Regions from separate parts of the Oryctolagus cuniculus genome. Here all the other regions are linked to region 1. Evidence: chromatin contacts called from public Hi-C and Micro-C data. All regions are on one chromosome and are shown on one strand. The core of a region is the stretch at or near the end of the contact, and the rest is flanking DNA. Distances in the headings are between cores, read along the strand shown.

Region 1 (4,728 bases), core at 521-3,020:
AACCCGCGAAGATGTGCAAAACCACAAAAAGGTACTGGGGGGGAGGGGCTGGTGGGCCACGGAAACCACCTGATGGGAGACACAGCAGCCCTGCCCAGTGTGGTCTATCTTTGCATGGTGCAGGTTCCAGGGCGGCAGAGACGGGTTTGCTTCCTGACTGCACGGGATTCTCCCCGGCGCCCTAGGAAGCCCTGTCTTCTCCCAGCGTCTCTTCTCCTCTGCTTCTCCCAGCTGCAGTTTGCTGTTAGCTCCTACTTCTGTTAGCTTTGTCAGAGGCCACTTCAAAAAGGCCGTGGATGGGGCTGGCTGTGGTGCAGCGGGTGAACCCCTGGCCTGCAGTGCCGGCATCGCATATGGGCGCTGGTTCAAGACCTGGCTGCTCCACTTCCGATCCAGCTCTCTGCTGTGGCCTGGGAAAGCAGTAGAAGATGGCCCAAGTGCTTGGGCCCCTGCACCCGCGTGGGAGACCCAGAAGAAGCTCCTGGCTCCTGGCTTTGGATTGGGCTCAAACCTGTGTCCATATAGGATGCTAGCACTGCAGCTGGTGGCTTTACCAGCAAGGCCACAGCACCGGCTCCAAGAGCATATATTTTTAAGATTTGTTTTACTTATTTCAAAGCAAAGTTACAGAGAAAGAGAGAGAGGAGAGAAAGAGATCTTCCATCTCCTGGTTTGCTTCTCAAACAGCCAGGGCTGGCCCAGGCCGAAGCCGATATCCCGGGCGAGTAGCAGGGATACTTGGGCCATCTTCCACTGCTTTCCCGGGGGCATTAAGCAGAGAGCTGGATGGAAGCAGAGCAGCCACAACTCACACCGGCGCCCAGATGGGATGCCTGCATCTCAGGCTGTGGTGCCGGCTCCTAAATTTTTTTTTTTTAACTCTCTTTTCCAGGAAGTTTTTGAAGTGCCCTCACAGGTCACAAATTTGCATCCTAAGGACCCAAGCCATCCCGCCAGTGTATTTGGTTTTTCCAGTATGGTGTTGCCAGTACTGTATTTCCTTGAATTCTAAATTATAGGTTAGTGATGCAAAACTGGGAGCTCCACGTAAAAGCCCAGCTTCTTTTAAGACAGAGTCAGAGGGATTAAATGATGCAAAAGATCCCACTGCTTGCCTCTGGCCTCCTGTGCCCACCCTCAGCTTCCACCGCCACCACTAACTCTTCTGGAAGGTAGGGCACCAGCTCCAGCGGTCCTGCCTCCCCCCTCCCCACCCCGGGGCAGGACATCTTGCCCCTCCTCGTCTTACTTGGATGCCACCAGCACAGCCTCTTGTCTCTCCATCTGCAGGCTGGTGAGGTTCTGCAGGCCCCAGCGCAGGACCGCAAAGCACAAGGGGAAAAAGGCACAGCCGGTCACGAAGAGCAAGGTCATGCCTCTGCAGTGGAGAAGGTAGAGGGCAGCCATGGAAACGGGCAGCGCAGCCCCTGCCAGACCCCCCCCCAGCCCAGCCCCCTTCCTGCCCAGCTCCACCCACCACCACTTCTCAAACCCCTTGTGGCCCTCCTTCTAGGACTAGCCCTCCTCAAGGGTGACTGGACTTTTCTTTCAGAGCCGATCTGATCATTTCGTTCGGTTTTCCTTAACTCTGCCTGCCCCACCCGTCTCCCCCCCTCCTCCCCGGGGGGCCTCACCTCTGGGGGCCCAGGTGGGAGGGTGGAGAGGGAGAGGGCGGTACTGCGGCTCCTCAGGCAGGGACGGGCTGTTCACACGGCCAAGACGCTTGGAAACTTAAAACAACATTTCTTTAAAAAAAAAAAAAAGAAAGAAAGAAAGAAAGAAAAGATAGAAAAAGGGATGCCCAAAGCAAGGCGTCTCCCATCAAAGAGGGAATTTTTATGAAAACACGTGGATTCATATCAATATGGTTTTTGTCTTGCGAAGCCTCCCCTCCCGCCCACTCCAGGGAGGAGAGGAGCAGGCCCTGTGCGGGAGGCAGGTGAGCAGCCGCGCCCCGCCATCCTGCATTCCTTAAGCGGCTCCCAAGGGACCTGCTGGGACCCAGGCAGGTGTCAAACTGCAAGAGCACGCGGCCGCGGCGGGGCGGAGGCAGTTGGAGGCGGCAGGCACTCCCATTGGTGGGCTGACGGAAATATGCCCTCCTCCCATTGGCCAACCTCTTGACACAGGCGCCCTATCGTTGGCTTCCCGCTGGAGGGGGTGGGTGGAGGGCGGGTTTTAGCGCCTTGCTGTAGAATTGGCCAATTAGAATTGGCCGTTGCCCTGATGGACAAGCTCCGTTTCAGGGGCGGAGCTGGAAGAAGAGGGAAAGGTTCCGGGGTGTCGGGGCTTCAGATTCCTCAGGTAATCAAAGGAACGCACCGTGTGGCTGCGTTTACTTGAAACTCAAGGAAAAAACCAATCAGAACGGCATTTAACAGTCGGGGGAGGGGCCCCCGTGTGCGTTGCACTGATCTCCGCTGTGCAGGGACCTGGCTGTGTGTGCCTGTGAACTTAATCTTTGTGGCTTGTGTGGTGTTTTTGTTTTTTATTGTCTTTCTGGTGCCCCGGAAGCTGCAGCGTGAATGTTCCGCAGCAAAGCTGTTCCATTCTGGCTGATGGTGGGGGAGGCCCGTGGGAATCTCAGTTTCTTGCCTTGAGGGTGGCAGTGACACCGATGCCGGCTCGTCGCATGGCGCGCGTGTAGCAAGGCCAGCCCCCGACCTCAGTGCTTAAAAACACTTCCTCAGAGCTGCCTCGTGGTTAGCGGCTGCAATTGTGCCTTCTTTACGGGGGGGGGGGGGGGGGACAGAGGCGGGGGCGGTTGGGGGCCTTGTCCAAGACGCGAACAAGGGGTAGGACTTTTCAAAATTACTTTTTCGTGTTTCACTGGTCTCTGTGATGTTAGGCAAATGTATCAAGTGTATAGGCTTATTCTCCTAAAGGAATTGAAAGGTTTTTCTAAAAGATGGGGTTATTTGAAAGGCAGAGTGACAGAGGGAGACTCACACCGAGAGGGAGAGAGAGAGAGGGAGAGAGAGAGAGACATACTCCCATCTGCTGGTTCCCTCCCTAACTGCCTACAATGGCTGAGACTGGGTCAGGCCAAAACCAGGGCCCGGAATGGGTGACAGAGACCCAAGTACTTGAGCCATCGCTGCTGCCTCCCAGGGAGCCCGTTAGCAGGCAGCCGGAGTCGGGATCCCAGCTGGGACTCGAGCCCAGGCTCGCTGATAATGGGATCCGGGCGTCTTACGCAGCGTCTCACCCACCAGGCCAGGTGCTGCCCTGGAAAGACACGTGGACGGGCTGTAGAGACAGCCCAGCTCCGGGCTGGGCTGGAAGCCGGGCAGCCTGTCCCCCTCTCTGTCCCGGGAAGGCACCGGAAAGGTGGGGGCCAGCACCCGCTGGCCCTGAGGGGTGGCTCTGTGCTTACCCTGGATGTAGAGTGAGGAAGGGCAGAAAGCTCCGGGGCCGTGAGCTGGTAGCGGTCAAGTCCAAGTTGCATTGGAATCGGCACCCTCTCCTACATTTTGCTCTCATCATCGGTTTCTTCTTGTTTCAAGCAAGACAGTCCGAGGCTGCCCAGGCTCGCCTGAGAGATACAAGGGCGACAGCAGAAAGCATTGGCTTTCAGGCCCCCCCCCCCCAGGGACCCACAAGAGAAACCTTTCAAGTCCTGACTCAGTCCCCGCACACACGCAAACGTTCCCGCAATCCTGAGTGTGCCACATTTCCCAGATTCTTCTCCCCCAAACGCTGGCCACAACCCACGACGTCAATTTTGTAACGACCCAACGGAGAAAAACTTGGGCTTTGAATAATGCTTCTCAACCTTTTAAAAAAGTGCTGTTCCCCGCAAGAGCCCTTTTTAGACTCCTTTTCCCCCTAATTGCTACCCAGCATAAAATTTTAATAACACAGATTTGCTGGGTGTCTATTTATGTCTCTCTGTGCTTTTATATATTGAAGAGTAACTTGGATTTTGGGTTCCCAAGAAGCCAGTTTTGTCCTCTTGGGGGCGATATTACCCCAGCTGAGAATACAGGAGCGCTGTCTCACCCACTCTCCCAGTCACCCTGGGACAATACAGCAAGCCGGCATCCAAACCGGTGGTATCAGTCCCATTTTGTAGAAGGACAGAGAGGTGACATGAGGGTGCTTCACAAAATTGCATGACAAAGTGGAATTGAAAGATAAGGTTTCTTTTGTTAAAGTAGGATTTTTAAAACATGTTTGTTTATTTTATTTGAAAGGCAGAGTTACAGAGAGAGAGGGCGAGACAGAGAGAGAGCTCTTCCATCGGTTGGTTCACTCCCCAAATGGCTGCATTGGCCAGAGCTGGGCCAGTCCAAAGCCAGGAGCCAGGAGCTTCTTCTGGGTCTCCCATGTGGGTGCGGGGGCCCAAGCCATCTTCCTCTGCTTTCCCAGGCGCATCAGCAGGGAGCTGGATCAGAAGTGGAGCAGCCAGGACACAAAGAACCAGCGCTTTGTTACCCAAAATACTGAAATCCATGCGCTGTTATTTTTTCCATAATATTCACTTCCATCACCTGTTTGAAGTGCCCGTGTGTTAGTGATCAAATTGCCATGGCTGGTAGTCAGAGGAAGAATCCAGGAACTCCCCCCGGATCCTGGCGCAGCTGCTTCTCTCTCCTCCATATGGAAAAGGGTGGAACTACTCCAAAGGAAACTGCCCGTGTGGGTTCTGGGTTTGCTGCTTGCTTGCCTGTTTTTCCCCCTATGTGACTTGCTATCAGCAGTTTCACATCATTACTAGATGCCGGG
Region 2 (4,180 bases), core at 686-3,185, 670 kb before region 1:
GGCCAGCGCCCAGCCCTGGTGGAGGGATGCATGAATTAATGAATGGACAGACCATGACTTAAAAAAAAAAAATTGGAACGATTGATTTGAAAGGCAGAGTGACAGAGAGAGCGCTTCTATCTTCAACTCTAAAGATGACCACAATAGCCAGTTCTGGACCAGGCTGAAGCCAGGAGCCTGGAGCTCCATCCGGGTCTCCCACGTGAGTGACAGGAGTCCAAGCACTTGGGCCATCATCTACTGCCTTCCTAGTAGCATTAGCAGGGAGCTGGATCCAAGAGGCTGGTATTTTTTTTTTTTTTAAGATTTATTTATTTATTTATTCAAAGGGCAGAGTTACAGAAGCAGAGAGAGAGAGAGAGAGAGAGAGAGGTCTTCTGTCCACTGGTTCACTCCCCAGTTGGCTGCAATGGCCAGAGCTGCGCCGATCCGAAGCCAGGAGCCAGGAGCTTCTTCCAGGTCTCCCATGTGGGTACAGGGGCCCAAGGACTTGGGCCATCTTCCACTGCTTTCCCAGGCCATAGCAGAGAGCTGGATCGAAAGTGGAACAGCCGGGACTCGAACCAGCGCCCATAAAGGATCCCAGCACTGTAGGCAGCAGCTTTACCTGCTCTGCCAACGGCCGCCGCCCCCAGAGGCTGGTATCCTGAGATGAAAGTAGAAGTTGTAAAAAATCAAGATGGAGTCGCTTGTGACAACCCTACCACAGTTGAATACACGATGCTGGGAGGGGATGAGGGAAGGGTTCCCACGCTCCCTTGCCTGACAGAGCTGTCGCCAGACTCAGCCCAAAGCAGAGCCACACCCAGAGGCTGCAGCAGCCTCACACAGGAAGGACTTTGACAAGGACTCCACCCAGCAATGCCTGCTCAGCCTTGGACGAATGTCTCCCCGCTGTCAATCACTGTGGCCAGAGATGACTGTTTCAGAATATCTGATGTGAGCTCCTCGTTGTGCCTTTAGAAACTTCCTCTTGGGGCCAGTGCTGTGCCATAGCAGGTAAAGCCGCTGCCTAGTGCTGGCATCCCATATGGGCGCCGGTTCGAGTCCCGGCTGATCCACTTCCAATCCAGCTCCCTGCTAATATACCTGGGAAAGCAGCAGAAGATGGTCCAAGTCCTTGGGTCCCTTCACCCATGTGGGAGACCTGGAGGAAGCTCCTGGCTCCTGGCTTTGGATTGGCCCAGATCCGGTCATGTGGCCATCTGGGGAGTGAACCAGCGGATGGAAGATGGAAGACACCTCTCTCTCTCTCTCTGCATCTCTGTAACTCTGCCTTTCAAATAAATAAATAAATCTTAAAAAAAAAAAAAAACAAAACCACCTTCCTCGCATCTCTACCTCTAGGCAGAGTTTACTGTTCAACTATTTCCAAATAAATGTCTTATTTTTTGGAGAATTTCTCTGATTATTTTGTATTGTTTTTATATTTTCTATCTAAGAAAACTAAGGTTCAGGAAAAGGTTAAACAGTGAGAGGCCGGGTGGTGGTGCAGCAGGTAAAGCCACCACCTGCACTGTGGGCATCCCGGCTGCTCCACTTCCCATCCAGCTCCCTGCTAATGCTCCTGGGAAAGCAGCGGAAGATGGCCCAAGTGCCTGGGCCCCTGCACCCACGTGGGAGACCCGGATGGAGTTTCAGGCTCCTGGTTTCAGCCTGGCCCAGCTCTGATTGTTGCAGTCAGTTGGGGAATAAATTAACAGATGGATCTCCCCCTGCCCCAACTCTTCCTTTCAAAAAAAAAAAAAAAAAAATCTTAAAAAAAAAGTGTGAGATCAAGGAGCCCCAGGCCCACGGTTTTCCCAACCACAGGGGAACCCTGTGGTACATTCACAGCCTGGCCGGGCCAGGAGTCAGGGGAGGCAGGGAGGGCCCCAGGGTCCGGAGGGAGGACAGGAGGGAGGTCCAGGGGACCTGGGAGGGCTGATCCCGCAGGCTGGGCCAGCCCCTTCCTCTGACAGCCCCACCCTCAGCCTGTGACCTGGGGACAGTGGATCCCAGCGGCGGACACACCAGCCCGCGGCCCGAGTCGCCATGGACGCAGAAGGTAAAGGGATACCTACCTGCTCCCCTGCGTGCCCATCCCCCGTCCTGCCTGTCTCTTCCCCAGCCCCTTCCCCCTGCGCCACAAGACCCCCTGTCTCCTGGGCTCCGCATCTGCTCCCCGGAACCCCCCCCCCCGCCCCCAGGCCTCGTGACCCTCCCCTCTCCTCCACCGGGAGAAGAGGGACCCTGGAGAACTCTGGGGAGGAGAGGGGCTTGTGCCCCAGGAGAGGACTTGCGCGGCCCAGGGGCTGGGGGGCTGGGGACTGCCACGCTGGACACAGGGGCCACTCTGGACTTTGTCCCTCGCCGGCAGTGCAGAGGATGAGAGAGGCAAAGTTCCCGTGCCTTCGGTGGCCGAGTGGGGGCGGAGCTGGCGTCCCGGGACTCCCGGGCCTGGACGGGAGGCTGCAAGCAAGGACAGGGACCAGGCTCCCTCCGCGGGACTTGGACAGCTCCCTGCCGGCTCAGAGCCTCGTTTTCTTGCGTCGGTCCACTGCCAAGCCCCTGAGTTTCCACCTTCTCTCGCCAGCCTCCTCCCTCCACTCCCTGTTTGGGCTCCTCTGGTGGCGCCGCCATGGACCCCGTGCTCTGGTGTGTGTGTGGGGGTCCCATGCCGGTTCACACCCCGGCACCTTCCAGTCTGCGTGGTGCCTTTGTATTTGGAAAGAACTCTGGCCTGGGTCTGCCTCCCCACTGCTGCTCTGAATGGAGCAGACGAATGCCTTAGCGGGGTGGGGGCGGGGGGTTCTGAGCGGATTCCTGGAGGGTCTGGGGTCTTTAGTGAAGAGTCCCGGATGTGCTTTGGAGGAGTTCATGAGCCCCCAACTTTGAATGTGAAATTGTGCGTGGTGTGAGAGCATAATTTTCAGCAGAGCAGGATTATTATTGTTGTTGTTTATTTGAGAGGCAGAGACACAGATCTTCCACTCACCAGTTCAAGTCCGGGCGCATTAGCAGGGAGCTGGATCGGAAGTGGAGTAGCCGGGATTTGAACCAGCGCCCATATGGGATGCCAGCTGCAGAGAGCTTAACCTATGCCACAGCGCCATCTCCCACCCCTATTTTAAAGATTTATTTACTTACTTGAAAGGCAGAGTTACAGAGAGAGAGAGAGAGAGAGAGAGAGAGAGAAAGAGGTCTTCCATCCTCTGGTCACTCCCCAAATGGCTGCAGTGGCCCGGGCTGGGCTGTGGCTGGAACCAGGGTCCTGGAATTCAACCCAGGTCTCCACGTGTGTGGCAGGGACCCAGCTACTTCAGCCACCGCCACTGCCTCCTTGCCTGCATTAGCAGAAAGCTGGAACCAAGAGTCAGAACCAGGAATTGAACCCAGGCACTCCGGGATGCAGGTGTCCTAACCATTAGGCTAAACGTCCACTTCCCAGATTCTTTTAAGAGCAAATGGAAGGGGCCAGCGCTGTGGCGTAGTGGGCTAAGCCTCCTCCTGCAGCGCCGGCATCCCCTATGGGAGCAAGTTCGTGTGCTGGCTGCTCCTTTTCCCATCCAGCTCCCTGCTGTGGCCTGAGAAAGCAGTGGAGGATGGCCCAAGTCCTTGGGCCCTACACCCATGTGGGAGACCTGGAAGAAGCTCCTGGCTCCTGGCTTCGGATTGGCCCAGCTCCAGCTGTTGCAGCCATCTGGGGAGTGAACCAGTGGGTGGAAGACCTCTCTCTGTGTCTCTACCTCTCTCTGTAATACTGCCTTAAATAAATAAATAAACCTTTTAAAATAAAAGAGGAGTAAATGAACTATTTCAAGAGTCGAGGGAGGAGAGCAGCTGCTGTGGCGCCGCGCGTTAAACTGCGTTTGGAGCACCCGCGCCCCACATCCGAGGACAGTTCCAGTCTCCACTCTTCTGCTCCGGACCCGGGTCTCTGCGCATGCGCATGCGCCTGGGCGTCCGCGATGATGTCCCACGTGCTTGGGTGCCTGCCACTCACCTGGGAGGCTCAGAGCTCTTGGCTCCTGGCTTCAGCCTGGCCCAGCCCTGGCTGTTGCAGCCATTTGGGGAGTGAACCAGCAGATAGGAAATCAATCTCTCTCTCTCTCTCTCTCTCTCAAATAAATAAACAAACCGTTCTAGAAAAGAGGCAAGGATGGAGGCAGGTATTTAGCCCAGCGCATGGCCCTTACAA
Region 3 (4,382 bases), core at 1,805-4,304, 710 kb before region 1:
GCTCCCCCAAATGCTCAGTGGCCAGGAGGGGCGAGGTCAAAGCTGAGAGTGAGAGGCAGAGAATGATGGCTGGAGCCATCGCCACTGCTTCCCGTGTCTGCCTTAGCAGGAAGCTGCAGGCAGGAGCCTGAGCCAGCCCCCCCCCCCCCCGAATCCTTTTATTTAAGGAATACAAACTTCATGCATTTCATAAATACAACTTTAGGAACATAGTGATTCTTCCCACCCTGCCCCCCCTGCCACCCTTCCTCTCCCTCTCCTATTCCCATTCTTATTTTTTTACTAAGTAAGATCTATTGTCAATCAACTTTATACACATAAGATTAACTGTATATTAAGAATTCAACAAAAAGTTTGGAAAAAAAAAAACACCTGTTCCTCAACAGTCGGACAAGGGCTGTTCAAAGTCGCTGCATCGCAGAGTGTTAATTTCACTTCTGTAGATTACCTATTAGGCGCTCTATTGGTTATCACAGGTCAGGGAGAACAGGTGGTGCTTGTCTTGGTGCTGGCTTATTCCACTAGTATGATGTTTTCTAGTTGCATCCATTTTGTTGCAAATGACAGGATTTCAATTTTTTTTACTGCTTTGTAGCATTCCATGGTGTACATATCCCATAATTTTTTTTCTGCATATCCTATAATTTCTTTATCCAGTCTTCAGTTGATGGACATTTGGGTTGATTCCATATCTTCGCTATTGTGAATGGAGCTGCATGAGCTAGATATTGAACCCAGGTGCTCTGATATGCTGGAAACAGAGGCCAAACCCCTGCCCCAACATGGCTGTTTTGTAACAGCTTTCCTTAGCTAGAATCCACCCACTGCGAGTGCACACCTCCTGGGTTTCAGTATGGGCACAGTGTTGTGCAACCATCACCAACATCTAATTATAGATTTTTTTTTTCCTTTTTCATCCTAAAAGAAACCTGACCCCTTGGTAACCCCTTCCCATTCTCCCCACAGCACCTCACCCTCTAGCCCTGGCAGCCACTCAGTGACTTCGTGTCCCTGGAGTTGCCTGCCTGGGCCTTTCCGATGAACAGAATCCTGCTCCAGGTGGCCCTTTGTGTCTGGCTGTAGCAGGTTAAGCCAGTGTTTGCAGTGCCGGCATCCCATTTAGGCGCCAGTGCGAGTCCCGGCTGCTCCACTTCCAACCCAGCTCCCTGCTAATGCGCCTGGGAAAAGCAGTGGAAGACGGCCCAGGTGTTTGAGCCCCTGAACCCACATGGGGGACTTGGAATAAGCTCCTGACGTGGCTTCAGTCTGGTTGTTAAGGCCATTTGGGGAGTGAACCAGTAGGTGGAAGACATCTCTCTCTCTCTCTCCCCTGCTCCTTCTCTCTCTATAACTGCCTTTCAAAAACATTAATTTAAAAATAGTTTTATCTATTTGAAAGGCAGAGAGACAGAGTTTCCATTTGCTGGTTCTCTCCCCCAAATAACCACAACAGCTGGGCCAGGCCAGAGCCAGGACCCCAGAATTCAATCTGGGTCTCCCATGTAGGGGGCAGGGACCCCCTCAAGTCCTTGAGCCGTCACCCGCTGCCCCCCAGGGTGCGCATTAGCAGGGAGCTGGGATCAGGAGCCCAGCAGGGGCTCAAACCCAGGCAAGTGGGGTCTTAGCTGCTGTGCCCCGTGCCCACCCCCGGAGGTTACTGTTAGCCAAACTCTCCGCTTTATTTGGATCTTAGTATTTCCCACTCGCCCGCCCGCCCAGTACCCTGTTCTGTTCCAGGTCCCTTCTAGGAGGCCATATCACGTTCCTTATCGTGTCCCTTAGCTCCCTCTGGCCTGGCAGGTTTGCTGGCCCTGATGGTTTGCAGAGTGCTGTTCAGGAACTTTCTAGAAAATTCCTAAAAGTTGATCTCGCCTGATCTTTCCTCATGATTATGTTAGGCAGGAAGTTAGGTATGAGCTTATGTGTGTGTGACAAAGGCCTCCGGAGAAGACTTCTGCGTCAAGCATATGCATCTACATCTCAAAGTTATCCCGATAATGCTTCAGGGGCAGCCCGGTGTTCGCATCCTGCCCTGCCCCCTTCTACCTGATAACCTGCCAGGCGGAGATCCCTGCCCCTTCTGCCTGACAAATCTTCCACAATCTCCCAGATGCAGCCCAGTATCTGCATTTCAAACACCCTGCTCCAGATCCCCATTCTCTAGGGGGTCCTGCTCACCCTTCCTCTGAACCCAGGATGGCACCAGCTAGGCTTCCTCCTTCCTGATACCTTCAAGGAAAAACTCAGATAGGAGCTTCTTAGTATTTACAGCCATAAAATCCTTTGTTTCAGGAGAAAATGTGTAAAGACAGAGACCCATCTCCTTAAAAACCCCCGGCCTCAACCAGACTGCACGCTCAGCCCTCTGCCTCTCTGCTGAGCCGCCCGCCTGGCCTGGTCAGGTGTCATCTCTCCTCTCAACATGTAACCTCACTCCCCCCCACCCCCCCAGTCTCTCAGGATCTGTCTGGAGGGGTGCCCATCCATCCTTACGGATGTCCCTTCCCTAATAAACCTTGCTATTTTACCTCCCACTACTCTCTGTCTCACGCCTGAATTCTTTCTTGTGCGAAGACAAGAACCCTGCAATTTCTCCGGTAACAATTACATTTGGGTTTCAGGGGCTTTGGGGGGGAAGACCACCAAGGTGTAGGCCCTCACTCTCACTTAAAACCCTCCATGAGGGGCCGGTGCTGTGGCGTAGCGGGTAAAGCTGCTGCCTGTGACCCTGGCATCCCCATAAGGGCACTGGTTCGAGTCCTGGCTGCTCCCCTTCCCATCCAGCTCCCTGCTGAAGGCCTGGGAAAGCAGCAGTGGGTGGCGCAAGGGCTTGTGTCCCTGCCAGTCACGTGGGAGACCTGGAAGCAGCTGCTGGCTTCAGCCTGGCCTGGCTCTGGCCACTGGGGCCAACTGGGGAGTGAACCAGCAGGTGCAAGATGTCGCTCTCCGACCCTCCCTCTCTATAATAAAGAACTCTTAAAAAAAAAGTTTCAGTGGTTCCCCATTGCCCCACGGTAAAGGTCAAAGGCTCGAAGCTGGGGGGCCACTGCTCCTTCCCCTTTCCTACTCTCCACCCCCACCCTCCAGCTCTGGCCTGGCCCAAGCGCCTTTCTTCCCTGTGTGTCTGGCAAAGACCAATTACTGATCTGTGTGATTCAGCCTCAGCCCTCCTCTTCCTCCCAGCTTCCCAGCCCAGCCGCTGCTTCCCTCACAGTGCCTAGGGCACAGGTGTCTCCCCGGTCTGACTCCCACAGCCGGCCCGGGACAGCGGAGTGAGTGACTGTGGGAGTGAGTCAGCTCCTTCCCGGCCCCGGGGGGTCAGGGGACAGCCCCTGGGTGAGGCAGCCCGAAAGTTGGGGGCTGTGTCCCGGCTAGCGCGGCCCCGCGTGGGTGGGTGTCTGGACCTGTGACTCTCTCCTCCGGGGACAAGGCTGAGTCATGGGCAAATTACAGGAAGGACTCAAGGGCAAAGCTGCAGGGCACAGCGCTGCCTTCGGGACACCTGGCCCCGGGAAACCCAGCCCCTTGCCCTCGGCCAGCGGGAGTCTGAGCTCAACGGATGGCGCCAGGGGCTCAGGCTGGCCTTGGGAGGAGCCCAGCAGAGGGGGCGGGGTCCTGGGATGCCACGCCCCTCTGCCTATGTCGGGGGCCCAGCTGCGCAGACTCAGAACGCCCCCGCCGGCCGGCTGACCCCGCCCCTTCTCCACCGCCTTGCGCAGTCGCAGTCCGCGCCCGCCTAGACCTGCCTGGATAGCTGGCTGGATAGCTGGCTGGAGACCCGGCAGCGCTGGCCTTTGACGGGGATTCCTCTCAGACGCTGATCGCAAGGCTGAGAGTTTGCGCTCCCTGCTCTGGCGAGTCCGTCGCCTCGGCCGAAGCCCCTATGGGGGCGCTCCTCACACCCCAGGTCCCCGGGAGCCTCTTCCGAGTTGGGGTCAGGACCCCAGTCCCCTTCCACCTCTCCCCCACTGCACAGCAGGTGGCTGGCTGGGGGTCGCAGCCGCCTTGCCCCTCCCCCCTGGAGCCCTGTCCAGTCCAGCCTACCCTTTAGGTGAGACCCGGGCTGCCCGTGGCCGATGCGGGCCGTGTCCTGATGCCATCAGACCCGGCTCCCGCTGGCCGGGGGTCTGCAGGCTCCGGCCGCCACCTCCCGCCTCTGCCCTGCAGCCCTGCCGGCGTCACCGCTTCCCCTCCATCTGATCCCACCCAGGCTTCCCTGTGGAGGGCAGAGGAGGGCCTCTGGGAGATTCCAGGGTTTCCCTCAATATTTCTACTTACACATTGTCCCCATTTTGCTGATAGAGAAAACAATCCCGGAGCAGGTGAATCGGCCCACCCCGTGTCGCACACCTGAAAGTGGGGAAACCAGAATTGAAACCCAG

Evidence for each region. A called contact is a pair of places that touch in the nucleus more often than the background predicts.
Region 2: a contact with region 1 is called in a Hi-C map of an unstated tissue, with 5 times the contacts expected there. The contact joins the promoter of QPRT here to the promoter of TLCD3B in region 1. A contact is called at or near these places in 3 of 6 Hi-C or Micro-C datasets (ear pinna, psoas muscle and an unstated tissue).
Region 3: a Micro-C map of ear pinna shows a contact between it and region 1, with 2.2 times the contacts expected there. The contact joins the enhancer-like site here to the promoter of TLCD3B in region 1. A contact is called at or near these places in 2 of 6 Hi-C or Micro-C datasets (ear pinna and an unstated tissue).

Annotation. Positions count from the first base shown.
Region 1 is chr19:7,421,759-7,426,486 of mOryCun1.1, forward strand. It overlaps TLCD3B (TLC domain containing 3B), which reads right to left and starts at 1,771. Exons shown (of 6, transcript XM_051847583.2): 1 at 1,635-1,771; 2 at 1,250-1,378. The coding sequence starts at 1,374. It overlaps LOC108176793, which reads left to right. Exons shown (of 9, transcript XM_070064893.1): 1 at 1-31; 2 at 893-1,172; 3 at 1,291-1,392.
Region 2 is chr19:6,754,601-6,758,780 of mOryCun1.1, forward strand. It overlaps QPRT (quinolinate phosphoribosyltransferase), which reads left to right and starts at 1,936. Exons shown (of 4, transcript XM_002721741.5): 1 at 1,936-2,047. The coding sequence starts at 2,035.
Region 3 is chr19:6,713,552-6,717,933 of mOryCun1.1, forward strand. No RefSeq gene overlaps it. Among named protein-coding and RNA genes, the nearest start is that of CD2BP2, 8.0 kb to the left of the region's middle. Within about 2 kb of position 3,055, at least 6 of the 8 cell types and tissues checked have an H3K27ac peak or open chromatin away from gene starts, as enhancers often do. A contact at or near this core is called in ear pinna, where this site is marked.